Regions from separate parts of the Ovis aries genome. Here region 2 is linked to region 1. The links are chromatin contacts, called in public Hi-C maps. All regions are on one chromosome and are shown on one strand. Each heading gives the region's core, a stretch centred on a gene start, on an enhancer-like site or on the middle of the called end of the contact. The rest is flanking DNA. Distances are from core to core; before and after follow the strand shown. Region 1 overlaps PALM2AKAP2 (PALM2 and AKAP2 fusion). Region 2 overlaps PALM2AKAP2 (PALM2 and AKAP2 fusion).

Region 1 (6,263 bases), core at 1,380-3,879:
CTGAAGCCAGGGCATTCAGACAGCAGCTCTGTTGCTTACAATTTGTATGACCTTTGAGTACCTCCGCTAATCATTCTGTCCTTGGTTTCTTCCTCTATAACATAGGGATGAGTGATCTAGCAGCATCTGTCTCACAAGGCTGTCATGAAGGGTGGATGAGTTAATATTTGTAATTAACATTGTGTTCAATACAGAATATATGCTTACTATGATCTGTCAGCTCTAGGTGGTAGGTATGCTAGAGTGGGTTATGTTATATTTTGTATTTTCGTTTTTTCAGTATTGCTTTAAAATAATGTTCTTCAAAAAGAGAGATTGCAGAGCCAGACTTCTTAAACTCCCACCTGCCTATGAAACATTTGATAATCTTGTGGAAAGGCAGTTTTGGGTTCAGGAGGTAGCAGACAGGGTCCTTGCCTGCATGCTAAGTTGGCTTCAGTTGTGTCCTACTCTTTGCAACCCTATGGACTGTAGCCCGCCAGGCTCCTCTGTCCATGGGATTCTCCAGGCAAGAATACTGGAGTGGATTGCCATGCCCTCCTCCAGGGCATCTTCCCAACCCAGGGATTGAACCTGGGTTTCCCACATTTCAGGTGGGTTCTTTACCACTAGCGCCACCTGGGAAGCCCAGGGCAAAGTCCAAGATTCTGCATTTCTAACAGGTCCCCAGGTGGTCCAATGTTGCTGGCCCACCGGCGAGGCTGTAAAGGAATCGAGATCCATCGATGTTTCCAGGACAGAGGACTATTTTGGTTATCCACTGCAGCAGTACAAATCACCCAAAGCTAGTAGCTTAAAACAATATTACCGTCATTATTGTCTTTGTTATTGTTACTATTGTCTCGTTCAATTCAGCTGTGCAGTTCTTGCTCAGGATCTCACAGTAGCTGGGGCTTACTCATCTCGAAGCTCCCTCATGCTTTGCCGTGCCCTGGGACCTCAACTGGGGCTATCAGCCAGAACTTTACCTGTGACTCTCGAAGTGGCACGAGGCTCTTCATGGTCCAGCAGCTGGGTTCCAAAAACAGGTGTCCCTAGAGAGAGAGCCAGGCTGAAGCTGTGTCACCTTTTCTAACCTAGCCTAAAGTCACTCAGTGTCACTTCTGCCACGTACTAGTCTTTAGAAGCAAGTCGGGCTCTGGCACACAGCATGGTGATTATAGGAAATGATTATTATATACATATGCGAGTGTGTGTGTGCTCAGTCGTGTCCAGCTCTTTGTGACCCCATTCATTGTAGCCTGCCAGGCTCCTCTGTCCATGGGATTTTCCTAGCAAGAATATTGGAGTGAGTTGTCATGCCCTCCTCTAGGGGATCTTCCCAACCCAGGGATCGAACTTGCTTCTTCTGAGTCTCCTGCATTGGCAAGTGTATTCTTTACCGCTGAGCCGCCTGGGAGGCCATTATATATGTAGAGAGAGTATGTAATCCACAAAGAGTTATATACCTGAAAGTTGCTAAGAGACTAGCTCTTAAATGATCTCACAAAATAGAAATGAAAGAAAAAGTGACCCAATATGTATTTTGAAATGAAAAGAAGCTGTGTCCATGAGGGTTGCACTGGTCTTAAATTTAAAATGCCAGGGCTGAAATCCCAACTCTACCCTTCACTGGGCAGGGAACTCCCATGCATAGCGTTGTACTTTGGCATCCATTTCTACATCTTGTAAAAGGTTTTTCTTCTTTAGAGATCTGAAAGGAATGTGAGTGAGCCCAGCAAAGTGCCTGTGACTCAAATGATTGTTGGTAATTTGTTGTTGAATAAGAAATCCAGAGAAGTGGTGGGCATATTTCACATCAGGCAGAGGAGTCATCACTGATCCAAACACAAGAGTGCAGGTGACTAATAATGGTCCTGAGTGATGAGGCCAAATGACTGGATGCCTAGACATTAAAATATGATATATTCAAGGGTTAAAAAAAAAAGTGAGTGATGAAAGCTAGCCCATACACAGGGGAGGGCTCCATGTCTTGAAGGGAGAAATACCAAAGGATTTGGAGCTCTGTCTTAAAACCCTTCAGGGGTTTTACTTCCCTGCTTAAGGAAGTTCTGGCAGGAACAGAGAGCTGAGGATGAGTGTCCTAGGGAAAGCTGACATGGTTGTGTTTAAATTAAATGAGTTTGAAGTGCCGGGTGGGCCAAACGGGGCTTTTCCTGCAGTAGGCAGGGACATGTGTGTATCGGTCTCCATTACTAGACTGTTAGCTTCCTGAAATCACAAACTTGGCTCTTTTCTCTGTGATAGTCCCAGTGCAGTGGTCCAGCACAGCACTTGACACACAGAGAGGACCTGGTACATATTTATTGGATGAATGAATGAATGAATGGGAAGAGGGTTAGGACCTAGACTGTGGGGTCTGGAATTCTGGCAGCTTTTCCCAGGCTTGGCCTTAGGGCAGTGCTCCCAAGGAGAGAGAGACTCCTGTGTCTGCTCAGAGACCCCTGCGGCCCTGGGGTGTGGTCTGTGCTGTCGGTCAGGGGGCAGGGGGCCATGGGAGACCTAGATTTGCTGGGAAACCTCACTCTTCCACTAAATAGAAACTGAAACTGGAATCGCAGGAGACAATGAAGATCAACAGCGCTATTTTGATTCTCAGGCTATCTCACTCCTAAACTGCTCTCTCCACTTCCTGTTTATAGCCTCAGAAGAGTCAAAGGGACCAAACCTCTGAGGCGAAGGTTTCCTCTGGGGATTTCTAGGCAGATCAGCAGCAGGAAACCGTCAGGACTCTGCCAAGACAGATGTTTGTCGTTCAGCCAACCTGGCAGGTGTGATGGTGCCCTCGCTGGGGTGGGCAATGCGGGTTTGTGAAAGAGGAGCCTCCAGCTCTGCGTCTGGCCCTCAGCATCCACCCCTCTTACCCAGATCCCCACCCCCTGAATCCTGGGGACTGCATGTGAAGTTAGTTGGTACAAGGGCACTGGAGGGGGGGGCAGCCGCGGGGGCTGCAGGTGTGGATCTCCAGCTGGGCTGCGTGGGCAGCTGCGTTTCACTTTCAAACGCCTGGGAGGAAAGACTGTCTGTGGCCGGCCATCTGTCCTCACAAGAGGAATCTCAGGATTTCCTCCAATGACAGAACAAGATCCCCAGGTTTTCAGAGAATGGCCTAGACCCAGTTCCTATCCTGGCTACAAAACTCTGGAGCTTGACACAGCTAGAAGGACACTCGGGAAATTCGGGGCCAAGAGAAAACGGTGACAGAAAAGCAATTGAACAGTGGTAGGATTGCAAATTACAAGGCCCTGGGATCTGATGCTTCTTCCCTGTACGCCACACCCCTCATCATACACACCCACCCACCCACACACACACCCCTCCCAGAAAAATGAGACCTTTCAGCTGACACTTGAAAAACTAGAAGAGCAACCACGTGGAGAATATTCCAGGCAGAAGGGATGCTGGTCACAAAGGCCAGGCAGCTCCACTGCTGAGGTCTGGGTCAGAGAGGACAGCTTGTGGCTCCCTCCATACCCTCTGCTTCCCCGCATCTGGGCCTCTGAGCCTGATCTCATTTACTATCCCCTCCCCCACCCCTATTCTAACCTGCTAGCATCTTTCCCATCCACTGTCACTCCTGAATTCATTCCCCAAAGGGTAGCAGGTAGCAATATTGGTCCACAAACTCCTGTGCAAGAAATAACACTTAATTTAATCAAATGATGGGGGACTCTGAGTCCCAGTGCTACTGGCCTGGCAGACATCCCATCCCAGGCATTCTTGGGAGTCCATTTTCAGACTCCTGCTGAGGTGCCATGCTCACTGGGGTAGAGGCCCACCATCCCTGGTCCTCACTTCTGTCTGGTGTTCTGGCCCTTACAGTCCCTTTGGGGCTTAAGTCTACATGGCTCCTGAGCCAGGCCTGGGGCCAAGAACGAGGCAGAGGCTGGGAACCCTGGGACTCAGCATCCAGTTTCCCTGTGTACACACAGCAGCAGCAGCCTGTGATCTCTCTCCTCTGTGATCTGTGATCTCTCTCCTCCCTCCCCAGTGTGGCTAAACTGACCTCTCCTCCAGCTCCAGCTCCGGGAGGAAAGTACACCCCACCACCACTGACCAGGCCTAGCGTCATCTCCTTCATGAATTTCGGCTTTTGCAAAGGACCCGAAGGACCACTGACCAAAAGCAGCTTCTCCTACAATCTCTCCTCTGCCCTCAGCACTAGAACACAAAACTCACCCACCTGCTACAACTGGAAAGGAGAGTGACACATAGGAAGTACCCACCCAGATGTTTCCTGGACCTTGCCCATGGGGTCTCTCTGTTCTCAGAGAGGCAATCCACCCAGCCCCGGGGAACTTGAACTCCCTGAGAACAATGCTTCTCTAACCAGCTGTGGCAGTGGATCAGATTTTATTTTCTTCTCTTTAAATTTCCAATTCATCTCAGAACAATACTTTCATAATATTTTTTATTTAAAAAAATGAAATGGAATAAAAAGGTCAGGAGAATATAGATACCAACTTTTTCTAATTATCTTCAACAAATTGCTATGAAAGTTTCTAAACATTTCTCTGCATTTCTAGACTGACCTCATCACAGAGGAATAACCATCCATGGAGGAACAAAAATTAGTGGGTCTCACACTTTGAGGATCATTGCCTTAGAGGGATTAAAAGCAGGGGTGGGGTCTCCTCACCCTCCAAAATGTGGAGCTTTGTCAAGTATAGACTCTGTAAGGGATGCAAGTAGAAGCTAGAAGTAGGCCCAGCCATTTACCAGTGAGCCAAGAAACTAAAATTCAGCGTCCTTTACAGCTGCTTCTACTGCGGACATGCAGGCAGGTTAGGGGTCTGGAGCCATCTCCGGAGCATGCTGACGGCCTTGACCTGGGGTCAGGTCACAGCTCTGAGCCTCAGCTGCCCGTCTGTACAATTTGGATAACAGTACAATCTCATAGGGTGGTTGTGAATACTGGATGAGTTAGGAAGTGGGTGATCATATAGACTTATGCCTGGAAAATAGTAATGCCTGCGTACTGTTTTTAAGAAGTTTCCTCCATGAACGATAAGGACCTACTGTATATCACAGGGAAGTATGTTTAATACCTTATAATAACCTATAGTGAAAAAGAATCTGAAAAAGTGTGTGTGGTGTTGTTGAGTCGCCAAGTTGTGTCCGACTCTTTGTGACCCCATGGACTGCAGCAGGCCAGGCCTCCCTCACTATCTCCCGGAGTTTGCCCAGGTTCATGTCCATTGAGTCAGTGATGCCATCCAACCATCTCATCTCATGTATACATATACATGCTGGGAGGAATTGGGGGCAGGAGGAGAAGGGGATGACAGAGGATGAGATGGCTGGATGGCATCACCGACTCGATGGACGTGAGTTTGAGTGGACTCCCGGGAGCTGGTGATGGACAGGGAGGCCTGGTGTGCTGCGATTCATGGGGTCACAAAGAGTCAGACATGACTGAGCAACTGAACTGAACTGATACTTATATAACTGACTCACTGTGCTGTATACTTGGAATTAACACATTTTAAATCATTGTAAATCAACTAAACTTCAATAAATAAATTTTTAAGGGCTCCTCTCAAATTAAAGCTTCAGAAGGGCAGGGATTTTTATTCCCTGACATTTCCCAAATGCTTAGAACCTAGCCTGGCACATAGTAGGTGCTCACTAAATATCTATTCAGTGAATTAATGAATCTTCTGCTCCATGCTGAGCTTCTGACAGCCACGTGAATCCATTCTTAACTTTTCATTACAGAAGGTAGGTGGGAGGGGGGGCATCTGTTGGTCTTCTGTGCTGATCTGTGGGCTTAGTGTTTTTCGGGCCTCAGGCCTTTCGAGGCTTTTGTCCTAAAGCCCAACACATGCAAGAAACACTTGAGTTGCCTCTCAGGTATGAGGCCTTGCTGGCCAAGGTGTTGAGGACTGGAACTCAAGATAAATCTTTACAAATGTAAGACCAGATCTTCTTGGGCTGAGATCTAGACCCCACTCAGGTTCCAACCTGGGTTTCTCAGTAAAGGATCCACCATGTGCTCTCCTGCCCAGCCTTACTGCCCCGCCCTGAGCCTGGCAGTCCTCCCAGGGGCCCTTCTCAGCCTGCCTGTTTAAAGATCACTCATTCTACCAAGCCAGCTTCCATGTACCTGATACTCAGCCAGAGTTCATCTCTCTCCTCTGCATCTAATCATTGTCTCTTCTGTACTTCAGAAGGCCTTGTGAGCTGGCATACTATTTGTATGTCTGTTCCTTTTTTAAGGACGAGGGGCCACATCTGGAACACCTCTGAATAACATCAACGCT
Region 2 (6,263 bases), core at 1,322-3,821, 68 kb before region 1:
TTGGAGCATCGACCATGCCCAGCATCTCCACCTCCTCATCTCCCATTTGCTCTCCTGTGTGTCCTCTAACCCTGCACTTGCCGCATCTGCAGTGGCTAAGTGCAAGGGGGAGTGTTTAATCTTCACCTTAGTTGACTGTTAAACATCAGATGAGACTCCTGAATGCTCCCTATATCTTGAACCATCTTCCCTCTTTGGCTTATTAGGTATGACAATACCTTTGATTTCCTGTCCTCTCTTCCTGTGTCCCATCCTTCAGATGTTGGTTCTTTGGTGCTCATCTTCTCTTATTCTGTACAAGCAGTATCATCTGTTTGCATGACTTCTGATATACAAATATTCTTTAATCTCAGTTTTTTCTCCAGAGTTGTGCATTTGGCCATCCTTCTCCTAGACATCTCCATTTGGATATCACCTAGACACCTAAACCTCAACATGTCAGAAATTGAGCTGATTACTTTCTCTAATTTGCTTCCTGTCTTTTGTTCTTAATTTTATTGCACAGTAGCACTGTGTACCCAGATGCCTAAGTCTAAGCCCAAGGAATCATCCTCGATTTCTCTCTCTTCTCAACCCCATATCTAGTCATTAATTTTATATTGCAGTCATTTCTAGAGTCCTTCCACTCTTTTCCATCTCCATTGCCATGACACTAGTCCAGACCATCGTTACCTTTCCTGAGGATTGCTTCCACAGCCTCTTACCCAATCTCCCTCTCACTAGTATTGCAGCCTTCTAACCCAAACTATCCAGCCACCAAAAGTAGCTTTCAGAGTTTCTGGTGATGTCACTCTCCAGCTTAAAAACCTTCCCCCATTCCCTTTGGACTGGAAGACAAAGTCCAAGCTACTTCATATTTGTTATATGACCTCTGCTTACTTCCCAGCCTTGCATCATCATTGCTTCCTTCTTCTCCAATCACTGGCCAGCCCCCCACCCCCGCCCCCAGTCACTCTCTGCAATTTCCTGCAGAGACCATGCTCTCTCTGGGTCAGGTTCTCTTTCCACGCCAAGTTCTTCTTCTTCCAGGAACACTTCAGCTACTCTTCACTTGGCTAATTCCTACTGATTCTTCAGGCCTGAGTTAAAATACTTTCACTAAGTCCTGAACACTGGTTTGATGTCCACCAGAAGCATTGCTAGCCTACAACTTACTGTATTATAGGACATTTGAAGCCATTTTCTCTCTCTCCCTTCCTCCAGCCTCAGCTTCCTGCAAGCTAAGAGAGTGTTCACTTTTGTATTGCCAGATCCTAGCATACTGCTCGGCACAAAGGGCTTTCATATACATTTACTGGAAGGAGGAATAACAGAATGAAACAAAACAGGTGGCACACCAATGATCGCCCTAAGTTTAAATGTTTGTGAAATTTCTCTCTGATGAGCATCTTCTATTGAGTTTGGTGCTCTTGTCTCCATTACTTTGGTTGACAGTTCATTATGACATGAAGTAAAGGAAGGAGATTGTTTTCTTGGCCCGGCTTTTATTTATCTAGAAGTGTGGACAAGTACTGTCCTGAGCAAATGGCCATGCTTATTACTCATTGCTCTGAAGGGTTGGCATAATATTCATTTGGAACTATATTATCAAATAGATACTCACTGAGAGTCATACATAGCAGTGGGCAAGATGTTGGAATTATACAAAACAGGCCATACTCTTCTCCCCTGCTCTTAGGATCTAACAGTCTAGGCATCCCATGGGTGGAATATACATATGACAGCTGCTGGGAGATGTCGTACTTGTTATCTAGCGAGTAGAAGTTCAGAGAAAGGAATCATCATTGAGGGCCTTATAACTGGGGCTTTTACCCTGGTGGAATATGGATGAGATCAATCTTTCTAACATGGGTTCATTAATTCAATAAAGATTTATCAAAATGCTTATGATAGAGGCCAAGCAACTAGGTTAGAGATAGCAAAATGGTACAGTTGCTGCCCTCAAGAGACCTATAGTCCACTCAGTTATAATGGAAGACCACTCTTCAAGGTTAACTGTGAGTTTTCAGAGATCTCCTGAACCTTCTGCACTTTTGTTTCTGTTGCTCATGATTCCCATCATTTGATGTTAGGAGGTCCCCTTCCGAGAAGTACTTCTTACCACGAAGAGAGTTAACCTTGGCTTCAGACAGCACAGCATGGTCCCAACTCAGAATTTTCAATACCTGAATCTTTTAAATAAGTGCTGTTTCCACTTCTAAAAAGTAAAAAATAACCACGTTTAATGTGCCTCAAGTCATTGGAAGGAAATTCCAGCCTTGTAGGAAATGAATTACGAAGGCTGTGTTGGGACATGAGCTGAATGAATGTCACTCAGAGGGGGCAAGTACACATGGATAGCATCCCGTGTAGCCAGACAGGGAAGTGGGGGCCCTTCCTTGACCTCAGTAAGGCCTTGGCCCCTTGTAGCCCCATGTTGGATCCCAGATCTGGAGCTGGACTTGGTTTACTGGATGATGCAACCATGAGGACACCGGCCATGTGGGTGTTGGAACGGAGCTTCACTGGCAATGTCAGCTGGTTGCCATGGACGCTCCATGCTGACCAAGCTCACTTGGCTTGTCACAGCCCAGCCACCTGTTGTAAACAGCTGGGGCAGCCTGGCTCCACTCGGAGGTTGTTACTATCTCTAGCGTGTTGTCTCTGCCTGGAGTGGGGAGGGGAGCGTGGACACAATGAGGACAGGAACCAGCCCACTGCTGTTCTCATGGAGTCACCCTCTTTATCAGGAGTGGTGGTCCAGGCTTGGCTAGCATGAGGTCTTCCTTCTGCACAGGATCTGCCATCTCTTTGAAGGCAAGAGAACCACAGGCCTTACTAGAAGCAGCTCTGGAGAAAAGACTAGAATAACAGGTTGGAACCAGGTCCTAGAGGGCTTTGAATACTGACCCTTTGGAATTTATCCTTGAGCCCATGGAGCATGATGAACTGTTTCAGAGCAGGGGAGTTGTAATAAACCTGGAGTGAAACTGGGACACTGGTTCACTGCTGCAGTTAGGGAAAGAGGGAGACAGAGAAGTCAAGGATAGACTGGGAACCAGCTGGGCAGGCGACTAGTTTATGTTGAACTGGTAAGACTGAGGAAGAAGACCTACCAACAGAAGATGGACTAGGGCACCAGAAGGTGGATAAAACAGGTCACTCACTTGCCAGGGTCCAGCCCCGGTGGATCCAGGGTAATTCGAAGGGGAGATGGAATCGGCATCCTAGGAAAAAGCTATTTAATTAGAAATATAAAGAGAGATTAGAAGAGAATAGTGTAGTAGGAAAATTAGTGGAGAAAAAGATGCTGAATAACTTGGTTTAGGTGGAATACCAATAAAACTCCAAGGCAAGGAATTTGCACCATCTATGTAGGCCACTGGTGCCCACTTGAATAGTGGAGGGTGCCCCACCTTGGGCTCCCTCTTGCGTGGGTCTTAGGAAGCCAGGGCAAGTAAGTAGAGCATCCACGCTCCAGATGGGAATTCAGCCAGAAGGGGAAAGAAAGAATGACCTGGGGGAATCAGTCTTTCCAGAAACTGATCCATTTTCTTTATTTTCAGGTTTGCTTATATATTTTTTGTTATACATAGGGATGAATACAGAGTCACACAGGGTCAGCAGACCTGACCCTTGTCAAAATCAGGTGCTTCATATAAAAGTATACAAAGGTCTTAGGGGTTTTACATCATCTTCTGGCCATGAGGCCTGCTGACATTTTATGGCCCTTTCTGATAACGGTCAGTCAACCAGAAAACTTATTTTTTCCAGGGGTGATTTTTTCTTAAACTAGGCGCCACCCTCCAAAGGCACCAGATAAAGTTGCATTCCTATAGGGTGAGGGTGCAGGGGGTTATAATCAAGAAAAGGAATTTACTTAGCCTAAGGTTTAACATGGTTGATATCAAAGGTTAATACTTATTTCTCCCATATGCTAGTTATATTCATTATAAGGGCTGGGAATATGGAGATTTAGCAGCAAACATTGGCTCAACAAATGAAAAACCCTTCACCAATATAATTTCTAATGAACCCACTATACTATACTAATAATTTTCTAACTTCTCAAAAGAATCTGAATTTAGAAAGTTTACAGCATCTCATGCCTCTCATGGCTGGGAGACTGTAAACAATCACATGTGGCTGGATGAACCTGCTCAGGCAGGCTAGAGAACCTTCAGAGGAGTTTGTAAGTTGAAACACTCTTGTCACGCCCAGGAATTTTTTATTAACTTGGAACTGTAAGTTAACTCCTTCTCCGAAAGAGGTGGTGGGGGTCAGCCCCTCGTAAAGTCAGAGGTGTAGGTGAGAGCATAAAACAGTAAAGTAGGCAGACTCTGGTTTTGGGAGTAGATGCTCAGGAACGGGGTGTCTCCTGAGGCTTGATCCTGCCTTTGCGTAATGTTGAGCCTCCTTCCTCATGACCTTTGCCATGGGCGGAGTTCCTCACGCTGGCTCCCAGTACTCACTAATCTCAAGAGCCTCATGCTTGAGCATCAACCGAGGTGGCCCAAGGCTCTGGAGAGGCACTGGTGCACCATGAAGGACTGCTCGCAACCTTGGAACCAATTCTAGACCTGCTCAGTAGTATCTTCACAGTCAGCGCCATTGTCTTCCCCTTCATTCTCCCTATCCCTACGTCCCTCTCTCTTCTGAACCCCCTCCTTCTCTTCTTTATTATTATTATTGCTGTTGATCTCAGCAATATCTTGAGCCCAGAGTTCTCCCATATATTAGGGGTTCCTCTTCCCATATGAATGACTGGGCAGGGATTATTACAAGATGCAGTGAAAAGAGTATGTTCTTGAGCATTGACTGACCTTGGTCTGAGCCTCAGCTCTGCACTTGGTTTATGGCATGGGACTTTGGGCAAGCTGCTTAACTCATCTGTAAAGCAGGGATCAATAATAGGCATCTCCTTTGGCTTTTGTGAGGTTTCACTTAGTTAGTGCACATGAAGTGTCTAGTCTATGCCTAGCACATCACGGGTCCCAGCTCCTGTTAGTGTCCTTTTGTCTTTCTCCTCTTACAGTTCAGAGCTTGTCCTTCTGTGGATTTTGTTTCTCTCTAGCCAGTAGCAGAACCTTAATGGGAGGGATGTGATTGGAACAGTAGGGCTCTTTCATTATAAAGTCAATTGGGCCATCTCCTCATTTTAACCTTACTGCCTCATCATAGATCCTGCTGGTCTCTCCCCATACATGTACAGTGCCACTGGCTGACTTGGAGATCCAAGGATGCACGTGACCAATTCACTCTGGGAGGAACTCCCTGTCCAGGGGGATCCCAGCCAAACTCTTACCCTGGTCCAGAGGAGAGAACGTGGGGGAGAAGGGTGCATGGGGGTGCAAGCCTGCACTCAATGCCACGGGTACCCAGGAGCTCCTTTGTGCAAGTCCTTAGGATGAGTGCTGGGGTTCCTAAGATAACAGTGGACTGGCGTTTGCACTTGGAATTTCATAGTCGTGCTTGACCTCGTGAGCCAGGTATCGCTCCTGGCTCTGGTTGTTGAGTGATCAGATGTACAGATGAGAGCTGCTCCTTAAGCAAAGGGCTAAGGACCCCCATGTGCTGGAGAGTATGCTGAGCCAGCCTCAGCCTCAGGGTGGGGACTCTGGGAGAATACCCTGCAGGGCCTTACTGCTGCTTTCCAAAAGTGGGAAGAGCCAGGGGCCTCAGGGTCCATGTCAACGCAGTGACGGGCCTTCAGGGTAGGGAGGACATGGGTTTTGGGAAGGGCTGGCTGTATTGGACCATAGGGTCACTGTTTAGGTTGTTCATCACTCGACTTTGGGGATACCTACCATAGCCCACTGATGATGTCAGTGGGCTTATGTGACGTGACTCCTATAAAAATGAGATGATTCAAAGACTCCCAGCCACTGCCTCCTGAAGGCTGGAACCTCAGGATCTTCTTAGCCAGAATTTCTCCCTGTTATAGAGCAGCTAACAAGGTAGGTTCACAGGCTTTGGATGGAGACTTCTGCATATACCACTAAGGGCAAGCACACTGTTCCTTGGAGAGCAAAGGAACAAAGCATTGAGAGTAATGGACATTTTAATGTTAATATGCTGAGCTTTCTGTTCTCAAGTACACAGCAGCAATTTCCTCCCAGATAGATATTCTCACACTACTCAGTTGATGGAATATGACTTTACCCGCCACTAGATGGCGCCCCATGTGCGTATAAGCCTCTCCTACATTAAGACCTTGAGTTAGTTGTGATGCAAAGAGCCGACTCATTGGAACAGACCCTGATGCTGGGAAGGTTTGAAGACAA

The links. Hi-C and Micro-C count contacts between places; a contact is called where the count stands out from the background.
Region 2: a Hi-C map of muscle shows a contact between it and region 1, with 2.4 times the contacts expected there. The contact joins two enhancer-like sites.

The regions. Positions count from the first base shown.
Region 1 is chr2:13,357,522-13,363,784 of ARS-UI_Ramb_v3.0, reverse strand. The region is part of intron 6 of PALM2AKAP2 (PALM2 and AKAP2 fusion); the gene reads left to right. Among named protein-coding and RNA genes, the nearest start is that of C2H9orf152, 220 kb to the right of the region's middle. Within about 2 kb of position 2,629, at least 15 of the 54 cell types and tissues checked have an H3K27ac peak or open chromatin away from gene starts, as enhancers often do. A contact at or near this core is called in muscle, where this site is marked.
Region 2 is chr2:13,425,004-13,431,266 of ARS-UI_Ramb_v3.0, reverse strand. All of the region lies in intron 4 of PALM2AKAP2 (PALM2 and AKAP2 fusion), which reads left to right. Among named protein-coding and RNA genes, the nearest start is that of PALM2AKAP2, 260 kb to the left of the region's middle. Within about 2 kb of position 2,571, at least 3 of the 54 cell types and tissues checked have an H3K27ac peak or open chromatin away from gene starts, as enhancers often do. A contact at or near this core is called in muscle, where this site is marked.